Regions from separate parts of the Sus scrofa genome. Here region 2 is linked to region 1. Evidence: chromatin contacts called from public Hi-C data. All regions are on one chromosome and are shown on one strand. The core of a region is the stretch at or near the end of the contact, and the rest is flanking DNA. Distances in the headings are between cores, read along the strand shown. Region 1 holds the start of TTL (tubulin tyrosine ligase). Region 2 holds the start of ZNF514 (zinc finger protein 514).

The links. A called contact is a pair of places that touch in the nucleus more often than the background predicts.
Region 2: a Hi-C map of liver shows a contact between it and region 1, with 6 times the contacts expected there. The contact joins the promoter of ZNF514 here to the promoter of TTL in region 1. A contact is called at or near these places in 1 of 5 promoter capture datasets (liver) and 1 of 47 Hi-C or Micro-C datasets (liver).

What each region holds. Positions count from the first base shown.
Region 1 is chr3:44,021,361-44,026,062 of Sscrofa11.1, forward strand. TTL (tubulin tyrosine ligase) reads right to left here and starts at 1,251. Exons shown (of 7, transcript NM_001004041.1): 1 at 894-1,251. The coding sequence starts at 1,050.
Region 2 is chr3:46,108,252-46,112,435 of Sscrofa11.1, forward strand. ZNF514 (zinc finger protein 514) reads left to right here and starts at 1,667. Exons shown (of 4, transcript XM_021087083.1): 1 at 1,667-3,439.

The sequences.
Region 1 (4,702 bases), core at 1-2,500:
CAGGGAACATGGCTACCCCTAGTGAGGCTGCAATTCCCCCATGACTGTGCAGTCAGAGGCCGTGAGACTACGTTCAGGTCAATGGGATGTGAGTCTGAAGTGCTGTGCACAACTTCTGGTTTACATCATCTAAAAAGGAGCCGCCGGTCCTCTGCTTCCCCAGCACCTTCCTCCAGAGGAAGATGTAGACGCGGTGGTGCCAGCTTCAACCACGTGAATGAAGGTAACTCCCGCAGAGAGAGTAGGGCTGAGAATCCAGCGTCACCTACCATCTGCATTCAACCCACGATCGTGAGAATGTGTTCTTTGGTGAAGCTAAGAGAAGACACCCTTCCGCCCTTCCCTGGGCTGGGCTCACTGCTGAAGCTCAGGCTTTCAGAATCCAGGTCTCTTCCAAATCCTTTGACAGTTTAACTGAGCCTCTGGGTAGCTGAATCCTCAGGGTTTTCAACACACACAAGCTCCCCTCCCGCGCCAACATAGGCAGGGCAGGATCCTTAGTGAAGAAAATGTGCAAGAGGACTCCGGCGAGATTTCAGCAGCGGGCTCCGCGTAGCCGCGCCCCGCCCGGCGATCTGTCCAGCGGACCTGCCGGATTTGGGGACGTCGGGCCTGGGGAATCCGGGAGACGCGAGGCCTGGGCTCCCCGCCCCCGGCTGCAGGGACGGGTCATGGTAAAGAGGCAGCCGCGGCTCCAGGAGCCCGCACCTACATTCCCGCCCCGAATCCGATTTAGGAGATGAGAAGGCACGAAAAACGATGGGCTTAGTCCTTTAAGGGATGCATTTTTTATCTATCTGCCCGAGAAACGACGGAGGGAAGGTTTCTGACCTTAAAACAAAAGCGCCCGTTCTACCGGGAGGAGCGGGAGGGCGCGAAACGGGGAAGCTCACCCAGTCTCCCGAAGGGCAGCCGGTTCCTTTCTCCCAGCATCAGGTTGAACCTGGGATTGTCCCGCCGTAGCCTCTTCCAGTGGCCGGTGGCGAGCAGCAGCCGGGAGACCTCGGCGTAAACGCTGCTGTTCTCGTCGCGCACCACGAAGGTGTACATGGTGAAGGGCCGCGCGCCGGGGCCACCCCTGCAGCCGCTGCAGGAAACAGCCGGCCAAGCGGCTGCTCAGCGTGGGACCAGCCGGGGCGACTGCCGCGCTCCCGACCCGTCGGCCCCGCCGGCCCCGCCCCACACGCTCCAGCCGCGCCCCCGCCAGCGGCCTGGGCGCCCGCCCCTCACGCTTCTAGGGTAGCCGGCCGCGGGCGCCCGGGCGCCCGCGCGTCTGCCAGAGCAGCGAGCGCAGCCCCGACGCCGCGCCCACTGTCGGCGCGGCTCCGCCTCCGCCCCGTGATTCCGCGCGGCCGGCTCCAGGGCGGGCGGATGGGAGGGGGCCTGTGCGCGGGGGGCGCGCCAGGCTCCCTCTCTGAGCGGGCTGCCAGCTGCAGATGGTGCGGGGGCTGGAGGAGGGGGCGCGGCTTTAGCCTCAGCTTCCCGAACAGGCCCCTGAGTGGGACCGGAAGCTGGGGCGGTCCTCCCGAGCCCGGGGTCACGGCCAAGGGGGCGGTGCCAGAGGAAGATCCCTTTTTAGGGCTTGTTCTGGTAGTTTTCAACCTACTCTTTCAAAGGGACGTTTTCTGGATGAAAACAGAAAGTTGTAAGTCCCCATTCTTTGTCCAAAATGGGCTTCTTTTACTTTCCTGCTTAAGGACCGCAGAGAACCCGAGGCGTAGAAGCGGCTGTTGGTTTCGTTTGGGTCGAATGCTTCCGTAGCCTGCTGAGACCTCCTGGATGGTGCATAGCCAGGGGGTGACTTCAGATTCGCCGATCACACACAGACCCTAGGATCCCTGGACTCCGCCCTGCCGTTTACCGGCGCTGGGCCACTCGCTTTTCGTCCTCCGGACCGATTTCCCCTTCTGAGTTGGCGGAAGGTGGTTCTTTTTTGTTGTTGTTGTTTGCCATTTCTAGGGCCGCTTCTGTGGCATATGGAGGTTCCCAGGCTAGGGGTCTAATCGGAGCTGTAGCCACTGGCCTACACCAGAGTCACAGCAACGCAGGATCCGAGCCGCGTCTGCGACCTACACCACAGCTCACGGCAACTCCGGATCCTTAACCCACTGAGCAAGGCCAGGGATCGAACCCTCAACCTCATGGTTCCTAGTCGGATTCGTTAACCACTGCGCCATGACGGGAACTCCGGAAGGAGGTTCTTTAAAGTCCCTTGGTTCTGATCCTACCTGACTTCCTTTTAGGAAACATTTTTGGTGCATTTTGAGGAATAGAGAGAGGACTCTACCAGATTTCCCGCAAACTTCCTACACTTCCTCAAAAATTAGCTACATCACCCATGTGCTTCCGATGTCTTACTCTTTAGAGAAAGAATATCCTGCGACCTTTCCTGTCCTGCTCTCCCTGTGCTCATGGTATCTACTTATATTGTAAAATTGCCCTCCTTTCTTCCATTTTGCCCATAGGCTCCACTGGCCATGGGAAGCTCGCTTAGAGGAGAAATGGGGCAAGACCCAGGAGTGCTGTAATGATGACGTTCCTTCACACCCGTCCCAGCAATCCGACATCCCTGAGGAATGCGGGTATCTAGTGCCCGGCTTCCTAACCTCCAGAGAATGAATCTGCCGGGAGGCATATATCCTACGCTCTATTTCAAGGTCGCTGCAGAAGAGTTCTGATTGTCCGCAGCTGCAACTTACTCCTTTCTGCATCTTCTCTTGTTAGGTTCCCTCCTTTTCCGGTTTTCTATCCCACCTGTCTTGGGGTCACTTTCGCAGTAAACCTCAAATCGTTATACCAGGACTACCTTTTTAGAGAACTCAGGCCAAAACGTTGTGGCTGCTTCTCTTCACAGCCAGTCATCTTGAAAGTGATACCTACTTTCAGCATGCCTGGGTCCTTTCACCCTCCTGCACCACCCACTCTCCCCTACAGGCCCGCTACTCTCTCTGCTGTGAATTTCATTAGGAACTCCTGTAACCTCTGTATTTGCAAATACAGTAGATACTTTTCTCCTTTTTTATCCCCACCCATATTTTGTAGTGAACATCATTTTTGGTATTGTTTTGTCCAGCAGCACCCCTTATCCCCTTTTCTTAATAATAAAACTCATCTTTCCCCTGGAAACCTGTTTTGTGTGATTCTGGTGGCATTGACACTGTCCATTGTTGTTTTGTTTTGCTTTTTAGGGCCACACCGAGCAGCATATGGAGGTTCTAAAGCTAGGAGTTGAATCAGAGCTGTACCTACTGGCCTATGCCACAGCCACAGCAACACCAGATCCAAGCCTCATCTGTGACCTTAACCCACTGAGCGGCGTCAGGGATCAAACCCGAATCCTCATGGATACTAGTCGGGTTCGTTACTGCTGAGCCACAACAGGAACTCTACACTATCCATATGGGCACAGGAAAATGAGTACTCAGGCTTGGTCCATTTCCACCCTTTTGCCATTGTGATGGTAAAACACAGGCTAGTGATCCAAATTTGCTGAACTGATTCTCTCTGGGATTTTTCTACCTGAGCTATGGAGAGAGCCTCTCTCTCCTGGAAGACTGTGGGACAGCATGCAGCTTTATTGCTATATTACAGAGGGGAAAACTTGTCTAAGAATTCAGCTTCCTATCCTACTTTGCATCAGGCCTGTATGCGGATTATGAATATGTTCTTGCCACATGATGTAAATGAAGTGATGGGTATTTCTTAAGATTTGGACATGCCTCTTCTTCTCCTAGAGACAGGATACAAAATCAATAACAATAGTGCCACAAAAAGTTGAAAGAAATTTACCAGAATTTATGCTGGGTCATTAAGCAATCCTCAACACATTTCAAAGGACTGAAATAATTCTGAGCACTTTCTCTGTCTGCAGTGGAATCAAGCTGCTTGGAAGTTAGTAAAACCCTTCCAAATAGCCCATGAGTCAATGAAGAAATCACAATAGCATGAAAAAACTTTTTAACTGAATGGTAACAAAGTTATGGTGTGTCAAAACTGGTAGAACACAGTTAAAGCTGTGCTTAAGTGGAAATTTACAGTCTATAGTATATATGTTATAAAAAGAAGAAAAACTGAAAATCAGTGATCTAAGCTTTCATCTCATGAAACTAGAAAAGAATATCAAATCAAACTCAGAGTAAGTGGAAGGAAAGAAAGGACAAGGGAAGAAGCCCAGAGAATAGAAAATAAATATACAATAAAGAAATCAGCTAAGCCAAAAGGCTGCTTCTTTATTATTGAAGTGTAGTTGATTCACAATATTGTATTAGTTTCAGATGTCCACACATATATTTTTTCAGATTCTTTTCTATTATAGGTTATTACATGGTCTTGAATATAGTTCCCTGTGCTGTAAAGTAAATCCTTATTGTTTATCTGAGGTTTTTAATTTTTTAAAAGACAATTTAAATTGTTATGCATTAAAGAAAGACAAAGAAAAATGAAAGGAAGCACAAATAACCAATATTAAAACAAAAAAAGTAGACATCACTAGAAATCCTGAAGACATGAGAAAGAATAAGAATTATTATTATTTTGCTAGTGAATTTGACAAGAGTCTATAAAATAGCATGAGGATTCTTGATCTCTGCTACATAGGTGCAGAATGTTAGCTGGGAATGTGCTTACCTCATTCACAACCTCAACCTCTGGCCAGTAGAAATGAGTCCTTGACCCTCCCTGACAACTCTTGCCTCTGGGAAAC
Region 2 (4,184 bases), core at 417-2,916, 2.1 Mb after region 1:
ATCATAGCAGAAGAGCATAGCCCTTTAGAGATGTGTTTTCAGTTTTACTACTCAGTCTGTGGGGAAAGGATGGTTTGTCTCCTAGCAAAGGGATTTGGCTACTTAGTAGTAATATTCTTTATTTTTTACTACAAGTTCTGTTTTCCTGAGGGGCATGCATATCACCAGAAGCTGGGTGGATGGGGTGGAAGAGAAATATTCAGGTACAGTTTTACACTATACCTGAAAAGCATTACTTCTTCTGATGCCTAGGTTTGATTCCACCTCAGATTAGCAATTTACTGCTGTGCTTTTGTTTCTTTTTCTCAAAATGGACACCATTGGGTCATCTTTAGTCCACCCTAAATGACTGTATATGCCTGAACCCTAATTGTGAACAGTTTCCTGTTTTTACTGTGGGGATCCTTACCCAGGTAAGTCAAAGGGTGGAGATGGTGGTGCTCTAACATCCTAGATTAGTTAAGGAAAATCTGTCTGCCAGAGTACACAGAGGACCTGAAATAATCTCTGTACTTCAGTCCTGCCTTACAAAAGCACCAGCCATCTGTCACGTTTTTGTTTCTTCTAATTACTTCCTAAAATTCCTTGAGTTCCTTAAAGTAAGCCATCTCTTTCAGGCTAATCTGGATTAGAGATATGCTCTTGTTATTTGCTTTTCCTCTGGATAAACTGCAATTAATACTGTTCGTTAAAATCTGCTATCTCCCATTATCTTTTCTCTCCATTTTCTGTGATAATAGAATCTTAGCCAGACACAAGAATAAAGACTACATTTCCTGGTAGCTAGGTCTGGTTCTGTGTTCTGTGTGGGACTTCAGAGCCTCTTTAAGGAGACAGAACTCAAAAGCCTCTGGCCAAGACAGAAACTACCATACACTTATCGCCCCACCCATCTCATTGTAAAGCCCCTTCCCCCACCTTGAACAACCTGGCCTACTCCTTCCTGACTCCTACTAGTAAAGGTATGTGGCCCACTCCTCACCCCGCCCTTATAAGGGCAATATATGCCTCCACCCAACCAGCAAGTCTATTGAAAGACCCCATCTTTCTCCAGCCAGTCAGCAGGTCAACAGGTGCATGGTAAGACCTCTCCTCTCCTTTTTCTCTGGGCTATAAAAACAGACAGGATCACGAGCTCTGGGTTGGCTCTCCCTGTTTATCAGGAAGTCATCCTGCTGCACTAACAGCATCTCTTATCTCAATAAACTTGTCTTTCTCTTCACCTTGCTAGGCTAGAAAATTCTTTTTCTGACTTGTGTGCACGAACCAAGACATTCTGGTAAATAGGATGTAATTGGATCTGTTGTATAGCACCTTGTGACAACTTTCCTTAAAGGAGAGAATAAAAAGGCATGAACTACTGATACACATGACAACATGGTTGGATCTCAAAAACTTTATGCTGAGTGAAAGAAGCCACTCTCAGGTTATACTGTATAACCCTGTTTATATGACATTCTGGAAAAGGCAAACCTAGGGACAGAATACAGCAGTCATCACAAATGGTTTGGGTGGGAGAAGGGTTTGAGTACAAAGCAGCAGCAAAAGGGAATGTTGGGGGTAATGGGAAAAACCATCTGGCTGCTGGGGACTGGGGCTCCCACAGCAATTGGCACCAAATGGCAGAGTGCTCTGAGTTAGGGAGAAGATAAGCCTGTTAAGCTATTGATGAGCTCTGCTGGGTAACAAATGTGCATTGTTAACAAGGGCCTCTAGCTCAAGGTCTGTCCCAAAGGACTGAATTTAAGAGTGGGAAATTTCAGGCACTGTAGCAGGCCAGTGCCTACAGGAAAAGGTACCAGGGGCATGCAGTGCCTCTCGAGTTCATCTGAAGCCGTTCCATTTCTACCATGTTAGCCACCAATGAGCCACTCTTTTCTCATGCATCTGTACCTTCACCTTTTTGGTTCTAGAGCAAAGAAGAGAACAGAAACTCCTTTGCCAGTTATGGTTCCCAGGCAGCCCCCCTTCTCTGCCTCCCTTGCTTTGGAGAAAAAGGGCTTACTGCCTCACTTGCTGTACCATCCTGGCCATCTGTGCCACCAGAAGTGCTGATAGAAAAGTGAAACCCACTGAAAGAGCAAGGAAGAAGAACGGCCTTTTTGTTCTGATTTAATAGGTTATTTGTCCTTGAATCCCTAAAGAGGGCCTACAAACCAACCTCTCAGTCCTCACAAGTGCCCTCTCTGGTTGGGTACTGCGTCCAGAGAATCGTTTTAATATCCAGACTGTTTCTCCATTTCTTTTAGATCCTAAATATTACTCATTTCCAGAGCAAGAGGGAGTCCAAAGCCCTCCCATCTTTGAGTGCACCCTTCCCGTGAACTCAAAACCAGGGGCAGTGAGAAAGACGAAGAGGCAAAGGGCTAGCTGTAGAAGAGCAGCTAGTAGCTCGCAATGAGCCATCAGGATCTCCTAGGCACTTGTTAAGAAATACACACGTCCGGAGAGGCTCATAGAAATCCTTATTTAGCAAACTCGGGTAGGCGCCAGGCTTCTCTTTTTTAACAAGTGCCCAGTGGCTTCTTTTGTTGAAGAGCCCCAAACCGAGCTGTAGGCCCGGCTACAAGAGCCACTCGCAATACAGGAGCTGCTTCCGCTTCCCAGCCGGTGAAGGGGTTAGGGTGAAGCAGAGTTAAACTCCCAACCAGATCGCTGGTGCGCTAGTTCCCTCCCCTTATCGAAACCCAACACTCCACATTCCTAAACCTCTGTGGCTCTGGCCGGCTCCTCCCCTCCCGTGGACCCACCCCCGACGCACGTTCCAGCGATCTTCGGTTGGCGGCGGGTCTGCGCAGGCTCCTGAAGGGTCGGGGGAGAGGGGGCTCGGGCGGGGGCGTGGCTCCGATCTTTGTGGGTCTCGCGACTCCCGGCTCGCAGCCTGACTTGGGTGCCACGCCCCGAACCCGAAGCAGTTGGGAGTGTCCCTCGGTCTGCCCGCCTGCGAAGGGCTGTGGAGGCCTGGAGGTGGGTGCAGACTTGCAAGGGCCGAGCTGCAACTGTGAGGTTCTCCCCGGAATCCCTGCCGTCTCGGAGCTGCGGGGAAGCGCGGGGCACCGGTATCGCAGGTGTCGCTGTGGCCGTATTTCCTGGTGGTCTTCATGGGCACTGGGTTCCAGAGCCTGGTCCTGAGGAGGAGGAGGAGGAGGACGGCGGAGCGTAATTGGAAGCTGGGCTTGTGAGAGGTCTGGGAGGGAGAGAAGAGTATCGCCTCAGCGGCCGCACTGCACGCGGATATGTCGGGGTTTGATAGTTCTCTTCTGGGCCCTGCGAGTCGGCTAGAGGTCGCTGCGCCGGTGATGGAATGCCCAGTGTCACCCAGCTTGCTCCCTGCTCCCTGAACCTCGGGAGGACCGCCGGGACGCGCCGAAGGACAGAAATTTGGACCTAGTAAAAGGACATCACCCCTTAGCCCCAGCTATGGACTCCACAGCATCAGGTTTGGCTCTGGAGAGTTACGGGGTAGAACCCTCTTGGGGAGTTAGTACTGGGCCTAGGAGGAGATGGACCCTAAGAAATGGCCGCGGAATCCCACTGGAGGGGCAGAGACTGCGGCTGCTTTCCCTGTGATGGTGCTTAACCTCCCAGGCTCGGGAGCATAAAGTCCCAACATCCAGAGAACACGGTGGAGGGGATGGCCATGGGAGACTCGTCCCAAAGGGCAGAGGAGAGGGGGAAGAGCAGGAGAGGATCTCTTCCTGCTGTGGCAGGGAGAGGGTAAACAAACTTGTGAGGGACTGGCCCTTGGCCAGGGATCAGAGGACAGTGGGGCCATTTGGAGCCTTGCCAGTCACTTCCTTTATCACTTCATTAAGTAATAATATTTTTCTAGCTCACCTCCATAGGAGGTCAGCAGTGTACATGATCAGCACCTCATATAACCACATGCTCAGGGGCATAAAAATGGCCAGGAGAGAACTAGGCCAAATCTCTGGGCCTCTCACCCCCTTTTTTCCCCTCTATGCTTTGTGGTCTGTAAGCCAGCAGCACAGGCCTTTCCTGGAAGCTCTTTAGAAATGCAGACTCTCAGGCTCTACCCCTCATCTGCTGAACCAGCGTGTGTAGCCAGATCCTCAGGAGTCCATATGCACATTCAAGTTTGGGAAGCCCTGACCTGTGCTATATAATCTGCTGCTTGCCTACCTCCATGCTTTTGCTTTTGTTATTGGTGGCCTTAACCAGCA